Linked DNA regions of Anas platyrhynchos: region 2 is linked to region 1. Evidence: chromatin contacts called from public Hi-C data. All regions are on one chromosome and are shown on one strand. The core of a region is the stretch at or near the end of the contact, and the rest is flanking DNA. Distances in the headings are between cores, read along the strand shown.

What was found. Hi-C and Micro-C count contacts between places; a contact is called where the count stands out from the background.
Region 2: a Hi-C map of skeletal muscle shows a contact between it and region 1, with 2.1 times the contacts expected there. The contact joins the promoter of FOXO3 here to the enhancer-like site in region 1. A contact is called at or near these places in 2 of 8 Hi-C or Micro-C datasets (liver and skeletal muscle).

What each region holds. Positions count from the first base shown.
Region 1 is chr3:73,497,790-73,501,641 of IASCAAS_PekinDuck_T2T, forward strand. The region is part of intron 1 of FOXO3 (forkhead box O3); the gene reads right to left. Among named protein-coding and RNA genes, the nearest start is that of FOXO3, 61 kb to the right of the region's middle. Within about 2 kb of position 2,477, at least 2 of the 8 cell types and tissues checked have an H3K27ac peak or open chromatin away from gene starts, as enhancers often do.
Region 2 is chr3:73,557,938-73,561,803 of IASCAAS_PekinDuck_T2T, forward strand. FOXO3 (forkhead box O3) reads right to left here and starts at 2,567. Exons shown (of 3, transcript XM_038176048.2): 1 at 1,022-2,567. The coding sequence starts at 1,621.

The DNA.
Region 1 (3,852 bases), core at 1,227-3,726:
TATTTGAGGGAAGGAGTAGGCCACTATGATGGAAACAAAACACATTTTTCCATGCCAAAATGCAACGAGAAACTTTAAAAGATCTAGAAAGGAACGCCCATGAATCTGTCCTGGAGACCATATGTCCGCGGGACAGATGCTAGCCAGGCTGCAGACACCTTGGAAAGAGCTCACATACCACTGAAGGCTACAACACAAGGACTGTACAAGAGCAGAGCAGAAAATAAATATGACGAGCTCCTCCCTTTATTAGCGTTACTATTTATACCCGACTTGAAGTAGGCTGCATGCCCTACCAAGAGCCAGAAGACTGAGGTTCCTGCAGATAAGATGAAGAACATACGGCACTGTGCCTGGCCCAGCTGGGTCCCAGTCCCTCTGGAAGTGGTCCTGATGAAAAGTTTTTGGCCCTGAAGGCGAGGAAGACCCAGCAGAGAGGAGCAGACGAGGCAGGGCTGATGTGGTACAGCGCCTCAGGAAGGCGCACTTTCGTTAAATTAAAATACATATGTCTGTGAGGGGGATTACGTGCCTCTGACAGTCAAGTGGGGGGCAAGGCTGTGAGGAGATGGGCAGGTGGAGTGACGCTGCTGGGGAGGCCAGAAGCTGAGCATGGAAGGTGGAGAGACGGAAGGAGAGGACCAGGACATCTGGAGAAGGGGACAGCAGCATTGTGGGGTGGAGCAGACCCACGCAGAGCTGAAGGGGAAGGCGTCAGAAGAAGGCGCTGTGAGGCCAAGCAATGGCGCCACAGGGAAAATGGCGGAGGAAGGGTGGGCACTCAGCCCTGACAGAGCTGGGGACAGCGGGATCCTGCCTCGACATGCTGAGTCTGTGGGATATGAGGCTTCCCAAAGGCAGCCCTTGGGATGAGGAAAGCTTGATGGTGGTATCAGGAGGGGTGATGATCTTCCCTACCCCCTTTGCTAGGCTCTTCTCTTCATCATACACCTCACGCCCCTTGGGTTTTCATCTAAACCTGCCTGGTTTTGTGAAACAGCAGGTCAAGGGGTGGCAAGATAGCATACCAGCACTGACTAGCAATAAATCGGAGCTGAGCACCTCGTAGGAGTCCAAGCAGCAATACATGGGGTGACACTACTACTCCAAAACCCGGGGCCACACGGGGAGTCACTGCTGACCAGGGGCAGCGCTGATCCGCTGCTCCCGTTTTTATTAATGCTCCTTAAGGGAATCGGCCACATTTTTGCTCAGGAAAATAAATGAAATCGGCTACCATGTCCTAATTACACATCCCTCTTGGTATTTTGGTACGAGTGCGGACGGATAAGCTCCCAGGGAGGACACTCAAACATTTCCATCACGCCGTATACCTGATTTGGTGCAAACATATACACGAGCCTCCCGGAAAAGCTTAGGCCATGCGTTATTTCAACACACAGCCCTGGCCGAGCCAAAGCAGCAAATGCTCGAGCCTTTAAGACAGACAAAATCCCCCCCCCCCCCCCCAAGCTCCTCCAGCCCGTGTCTGCTTCAGCCTCTTCCAAACTGTGTTTACCTTGTGGAGCCTGTCCATTAACTCAGACACCAGCTGCAAGTGCTTCCACTGCAACACAGAGTCTTTTTTGTCTGGGAGCAACATGTGGTATCAATTTATCATTCTCAACCACGCAACAAGGAATCCACTCACTTTAAAAATAAAGAGAGTTGTGTAACTTAACTCTTAGAGGCCCAAAAAAAAAAGAAAAAAAAGGAGGCTGAAGATTAGCAAGATGAGGTGCAGCTGGTGGCTGCCGGGTCCAAGTTACACACTGCTCTGTTTTCATTTCAGTGTTTTGCAAGGAGAAGTTAATTCATTCTTTCAGATACGGGCTCCTAAGCCGTAAAGTTGCTACTACAAATCAAAAGCAGAGGTTTATTTTAACAATTGGGATACTGGGAAACGATGAGAGGAAAACAAACACGATCTGCAGGCCCGTAACTGCTGCTAACGCTCACTTGGGAGAACTATACTTCATTTTACACTTTATTAACATATTTAATGCTCTAACTTCACCAGATGAGGTTGTATGGTAGCCACTCAGTAGGGAAAGGCTGCAGTGCTGCTCTTCTCAAGGAGCTTAAGCATCCCCAGCCCAAATGGGTCTCAGAGCTCATCTTTCCCATAAGTTTTTGCAAATCAGGAAAAAAAATAATGTAATAAAGTGGTGAAGGTACTGGAGATAGAGAAAAAGCAAGAATTAAAACACAAGAAAAGTCCTCCAACAGTATTTGCCCAGCCATGTCTTACATCTTTTTAATTGCCTGTATTTTTTTCCATACAAAACCAAAAATCACGTATTTTTGGTTTGTTGTAGTCTCCCTAAATTATGAAAGTTTCAGGGGAAAAAAACAGCATTAAGCAAATTACATAAAAAAAAGAGAGATCTTTTTTGAGAACCAACCACAGACGAGCAGGGCACATACCTCCAGCGGTCCCAAACCAAGGACTCTGCACTATGCCAAATTATGACGGAAGAACTTGATTAGAGGAGGGCAAACAAACCCCGAGATGCACGCCTCGTGCCCCGGGGCTGCTCCCTTACACAAGGGCAGGATGCGTGCCCCCAGAGGAGGTGGGTGCCCTCCCTTCCTAAGGGAAAGGCATCTCGAAATGCGGAGCTGAGGGGACTTAGTCACAGCGTAATTAAAAGCTTTTCCACCAAAAAAAAAAAAAAAGTCTAATTAAAACAACTGCTGCCTCACTCTTTGCAAACACTGATATTGCAAATCACTACGCTGACGTAAATAAAGCTCAGCTGAAAATATACGCTGCCTGGAAATCGTCTCAGCGCATCACACTTCCAGTTAGCAGAAAAATCTCCAGTTATTTTACAGTCAGACGTCTACTGACCACAGGAGGACTCTAATAAATAACATTTGTTTTGCTGTGAGCAGAGCACGCTGCTTGCAGTTTATTTTTTTTCCACTGCATGTGGGGAGAAGGGAAACAGGGCGAGGGAAATGCTGGTAGTTTAACTAGTGCAGCTGCGGAGAAGGAACATGGTCTGAGGATAAAAAGTGTAACAACTCCATCAAGAGCAACAGCAAAGGCCATACAGCGTGTATATGTATTTTTTTTATATGTTTATAAGCTGCCTGAGCAAGCTCTTGCCCAGCTGTTTTCATTCCTGGAGGGCTGGGGAGAACATCCCCTTCCTGCAACCCAGCCCACGGCCATGTCCCCCCTTCGCCTGGGCACTCAGCAACTGCTCCCTGTGCCAGCAGACACCTACGCTGTAAAAATATAAGCTGGTAAAAATGTAAGTGCTTGCCTCTGTATAAGGAGCTGATGCTTTTCTGTATTAAAATGGGATTAAGGCTCCAGAACCACATGGCAGCATCGGGAGTTGCTAAAGGCACCTTGTCAAGAGCCTCCTTTTTCATCCCTTTCCACCTGCTTTGTACCGAGTCTGCACAAAATTAAAGAACGCAATTAATTTCAATCAAAGGGTTGAACTTAATTAAGAGCAGGAATTTACTTTCAGACATTGATCTTGCAAGGTGCTGAATTCGTGAAAATCCCAAGGCACATCAGTGCGGGCTTGACTGCCACACAAACACGATTGGTAAAACCAAAAAACGTCACCACTTACTGTTTTTTAAGGGACCTTAAACGCAAGGGGTTGCATAAAAAAAGACACGATGGACACACACAGATAACTTTTTTTTTTTCTCTATTTTTTTTTTTTTAGGATAACCCCAGCATTTCAAGTGTTTCCATGGTATTGACTCTGGAAATGGCATCACCCTGTATTTGTAGAGCACCTCTGGTAGGGCACTGATGCACTTCTCCTCCTCTGTTCCACCAGGAGACCCAGGAGATGTGCAAGCACACGCAACCTCATCAAC
Region 2 (3,866 bases), core at 1,317-3,816, 60 kb after region 1:
CCCTGTAAAACCAACAAACTCCCCCACCAATTTACCTTTTGCTCACTCCCCGTCGGATGCCCCGAACATCATCCCTCGGCTCCATCCCACCAGGATCTCCCTCCCCAGCCGGGAGCCGCGTCCAGCAGCACCCTCCTGGCTGCGTGGACCTGACATTTCAGCATCAGGGACACCGAGGGACGGCCCTAGGGAGCGGGGAAGGATGGAGCAGGTCCGGGACGAGCTCGCAGCCTGCCTCGCATGCCGCACCAGCCGCTGCTAGGCCTCGGGCTGCGCGCAGGAGCGCAAAGCCCCAGCTGCACGCCGCGTGCGCTGGGTAAACAACCCACAGACCGGGCTCCATCGGCTTCTTTTCAGCTCACTTATTGAAACAGCAGCGATCCGGGCTGCTGGCTGGCACCACCACGGGAGGAGCAGCCCCGAGAGCAGCACCGTCAGCGCAGGGGACGCCAAGCCAATGTGCGGGGTGGCCACACGGCCACCAGCTCCACGGCTCGGCCAGCGTCCCGGAGAGACGCCAAGCCCCGGGTTTCCCTCTGCTGCCTGTGGGGCACGTGTGGCAGATCGCTGGGTTTGCTGTGCTGCTGTGGTTTTGTGATTTTTTTTGTTGCTTTTTTTTTTTCCTTGAAGGAAACAGGAGCTGCTCTGGCGCTGAGCTTTGAGACTAGGGCTGGCGCTGCGTGAAAGCAACTCCGCTCACTGCAATCGCGAGCAATACGGTGCGTGCAACTTCAAAACAACAAGCCTTGGAGAATAATGTTTATGGCTTTAAATAAAGCCCTTTTTAGACTTTTGGGGGCACTTTTTATCCTCTTCCTGCTCGCCCCCACCTACAGCAGACCAGCCTGCTCCAGCATCTCCCCTCACTCCACCACCTGCACAGGGCACCAGCGACGCACCCCACACCCCCCACACACCCCATTTTACCCCCGTTAACCCAATTTTTAATCAAAACCCCACGCCGGCTGCCACATCCCACTCGCGGCAGGCGACGGGGCGACCCCCAATTTCTTCCCCTCACCTTCCAGCCGGCCGAGCTGTTGCTGTCGCCCTTGTCCTTGAAGTAGGGCACGCAGCGGACCATCCAGTCGTAGATCTGCGACAGGGTGAGCCGCTTCTCGGGCGAGCTCTCGATGGCGCGGGTGATCAGGTCGGCGTACGACAGGTTGCCCCAGGCGTTGCGCCGCGACGAGCACTTCCTCGGCGCTGCCGCCGCCGCCGCCGCCGGGCTCCCACCGAGCCCCCCTCCTCCTCCTCCTCCTCCTCCTCCTGCAGCACCCCCTGGGGATGAGCTCGGCCCCTCCGAGCCCCCCCCGGGCAGCGGGGCCAGCAGCCGAGCCGCCTCCTCCGGCACCACCGCGGCCGCCGCCGCCGCCTCCTCCTCGCCGCCGCCGCCGACGGCCATGGCCGAGGCGCCCCCCTCGTCGTCGTCGTCCTCCTCCTCGGGGATCATGGAGGCGGCGTCGGCGGGCGGCTCGCCCGGGGGCTTGGCGGGGCTGGGCTGCAGCTCGGGCCTCTGCAGGGGCCAGGTGCAGGAGCGGGGGCGGCTCTGCGGCTCGAACTCGGGGTCCAGCTCCACGGCCAGCGGCGACAGCGGGGCGGGGGGCGACGCCTCTGCCATCTTGGCCCCGGGGCGCTTCACTCCATGCGGGCAGGACAGGACAGGACCCTCCCCACACACACACACACCCCTTTGGTCCCGGAGCCTTCGGGGTACAGCCGAGACTTTGTGGTTTTTCCTTTTTCTTTTTTTTTTTTTCCCTCTTTTCTTCAGAGCGCCCTAAAGGGAGCCCGAGTCTTTGCAGCCGGCCAGGTGCATGCTAGCGGGAGCCCGTCACTTTGCGGTGCCCCCTCCGCCCCAAAATCTGGTGAAGGCCACCCCGGGGGCTTCAACAAAAAATAATAATAACGATTAAAAAAAAAAAAAATCGCCGATTAAATCCTTCTTCTCGCAGGGAGCAGATCAAATCGCCGGTCTTCCAACAGGTCCGGAAGCTTTCAGCCCTCCCCAGGGCCGCCGCCGCCGAGCAGGGGTTTTGTTCCAGCAGCAACACCACGCTCATAACCTCCTTGCTCCTGCTGCTGCCATCTTGACAGCTTTCCCCCCTTTTCGCTCAAGTCATTCCCCGAGCCCGGGCACAGCGGGGGAGAGCAGCACCGGGAGGGGATGCGGGGGGGGGGGGGGGGGGGGGGTGTCCGCGGCCACCTCCTCGCCGCCAGCAGCAGCGGCAGCAGCAGCGATCCCGATTGCCGGGGAGGCAAAAGCAGCGCTGCCGCACGGCTCCTGCTGCTCCTGCTCCTCCTGCTCCTGCGCCTTGGGCTCCTCGGAGCCTTCCCTTTAAAGGCGAAGGAGGCGAAAGCGGCGGAGCCTCCGCGAGCGGCTGGCGAGAGCCGAGCGATCCCAGCAGCCGGGCTGCCGCAGCCCTCCCGAAGAGCAGCAGCAGGCTGTCACTCGGCTGGTCGCCGGCTCCTTGCACATCCCTCCTCCTCCTCCTCCTCCTAACAACCACGGGCAGCAACACAAAGTTATAGGCGCACGCAGGGAGCCGCAACCTAACCGCACGGCGCCGCCTGGCCCGCCCACGGGCGGTGTCGCGCAGGGGCCGCCCCGGCGGGGAGGGACCGGGGTGGGATCGGGGCGGCCGCTGCGTGGTCCCCGTGTCCCCGTGCTGTCCCCCAGCTCCTCCTCTGGTCCCCCGAGGGGAGCTGGGGGAGGTTTTGGGGCTTGGGGGGCCGGCCCGAGTGGCTGGGTGCTGTGGGAGGTGCTGAGGTGTGCGGAGTGCGGCGTGGTGCTCCAAGGGACCCCGTATTCCCATATTCCTCACTTCTTGTGGTTTTTAAGCGACGCAAATCCATACTTTGGGTTTTTTCGTCACGTCCAACACCTCTTCAGCACCTTGCTCTGACTGAAAACCAGCGCTGGCTGCCACAGCCACGCTGCTTCCCCTCCAAATCACCCTCATGGGCCATAAATTGGTGTACAAGTTACAGCAGCGAGCTTTATTTTGGGGAGCCCGATTCATCCTGCCACTTCTCAGGACTTCCATGCACCCACGTGCGCGCAGTCCCGCTGCCCCGAGCACAAGGCTGTTGCAGAGAGCCCGCCGGAGCAGCTCGCCTGACGACGCAGCTAATTACGGGTTGGGAGAAGGGCTGACCCACAAAGCCGAAGGATATAGAGCTATTAATACGGATGTCGTTACAAATACAGAACATAGCGACGTGTACCTATCAGTTCTTGCCCGGTCTTGGGTCAGCCTCGTCACGGACTAGATTCAGGGCAAAAACAGGGTCGGCTCGGGCACCAGACAAAAAAGCACGCGTGCTTCTGAAGCGTTTCTCCATAGAACTGCTATTTTCTAGACAAATTATTCCTGATTTATCTGGCATCGCAGACGAGCGATGAGGTTTGAAAACCGTTCGGTGCGATTAGAGAGCAGGAAGGCCCTGATCCCGGATGCCTCACACGTCCTGCTAAGTAAGGGCAACAGCCCTCCGGCTCCAGATAGGCTTCGAATTCAAGTGGCACTCGTTAGGAGTAGTTCAGCGTGATTTTATTACCAGGGACAGCGTTTCAGCATGCATACAATTAATCCTCAGCTGTCTAAATATAGCAGGAGACACTGAATTAATCAGAATAAATGCAGGTTCGGGTCATGGAAATGATTTTCACTGCAGCTCCCTTTTGGGTCACCACATCGCGTGCCCCGCTGCGGCTCTCGTTGCGACACGGCCCCTCACGGGAATGCGAGGCAGCTGGGTCCCTCAGAAGGACACCACCAGCTACTGATGGTGTTGGGAACATTTTTTAGCAGCTGCTAGGGGAGGAGGAGTACAGTAACACTGAAGAGTCACGAACCAAGAGG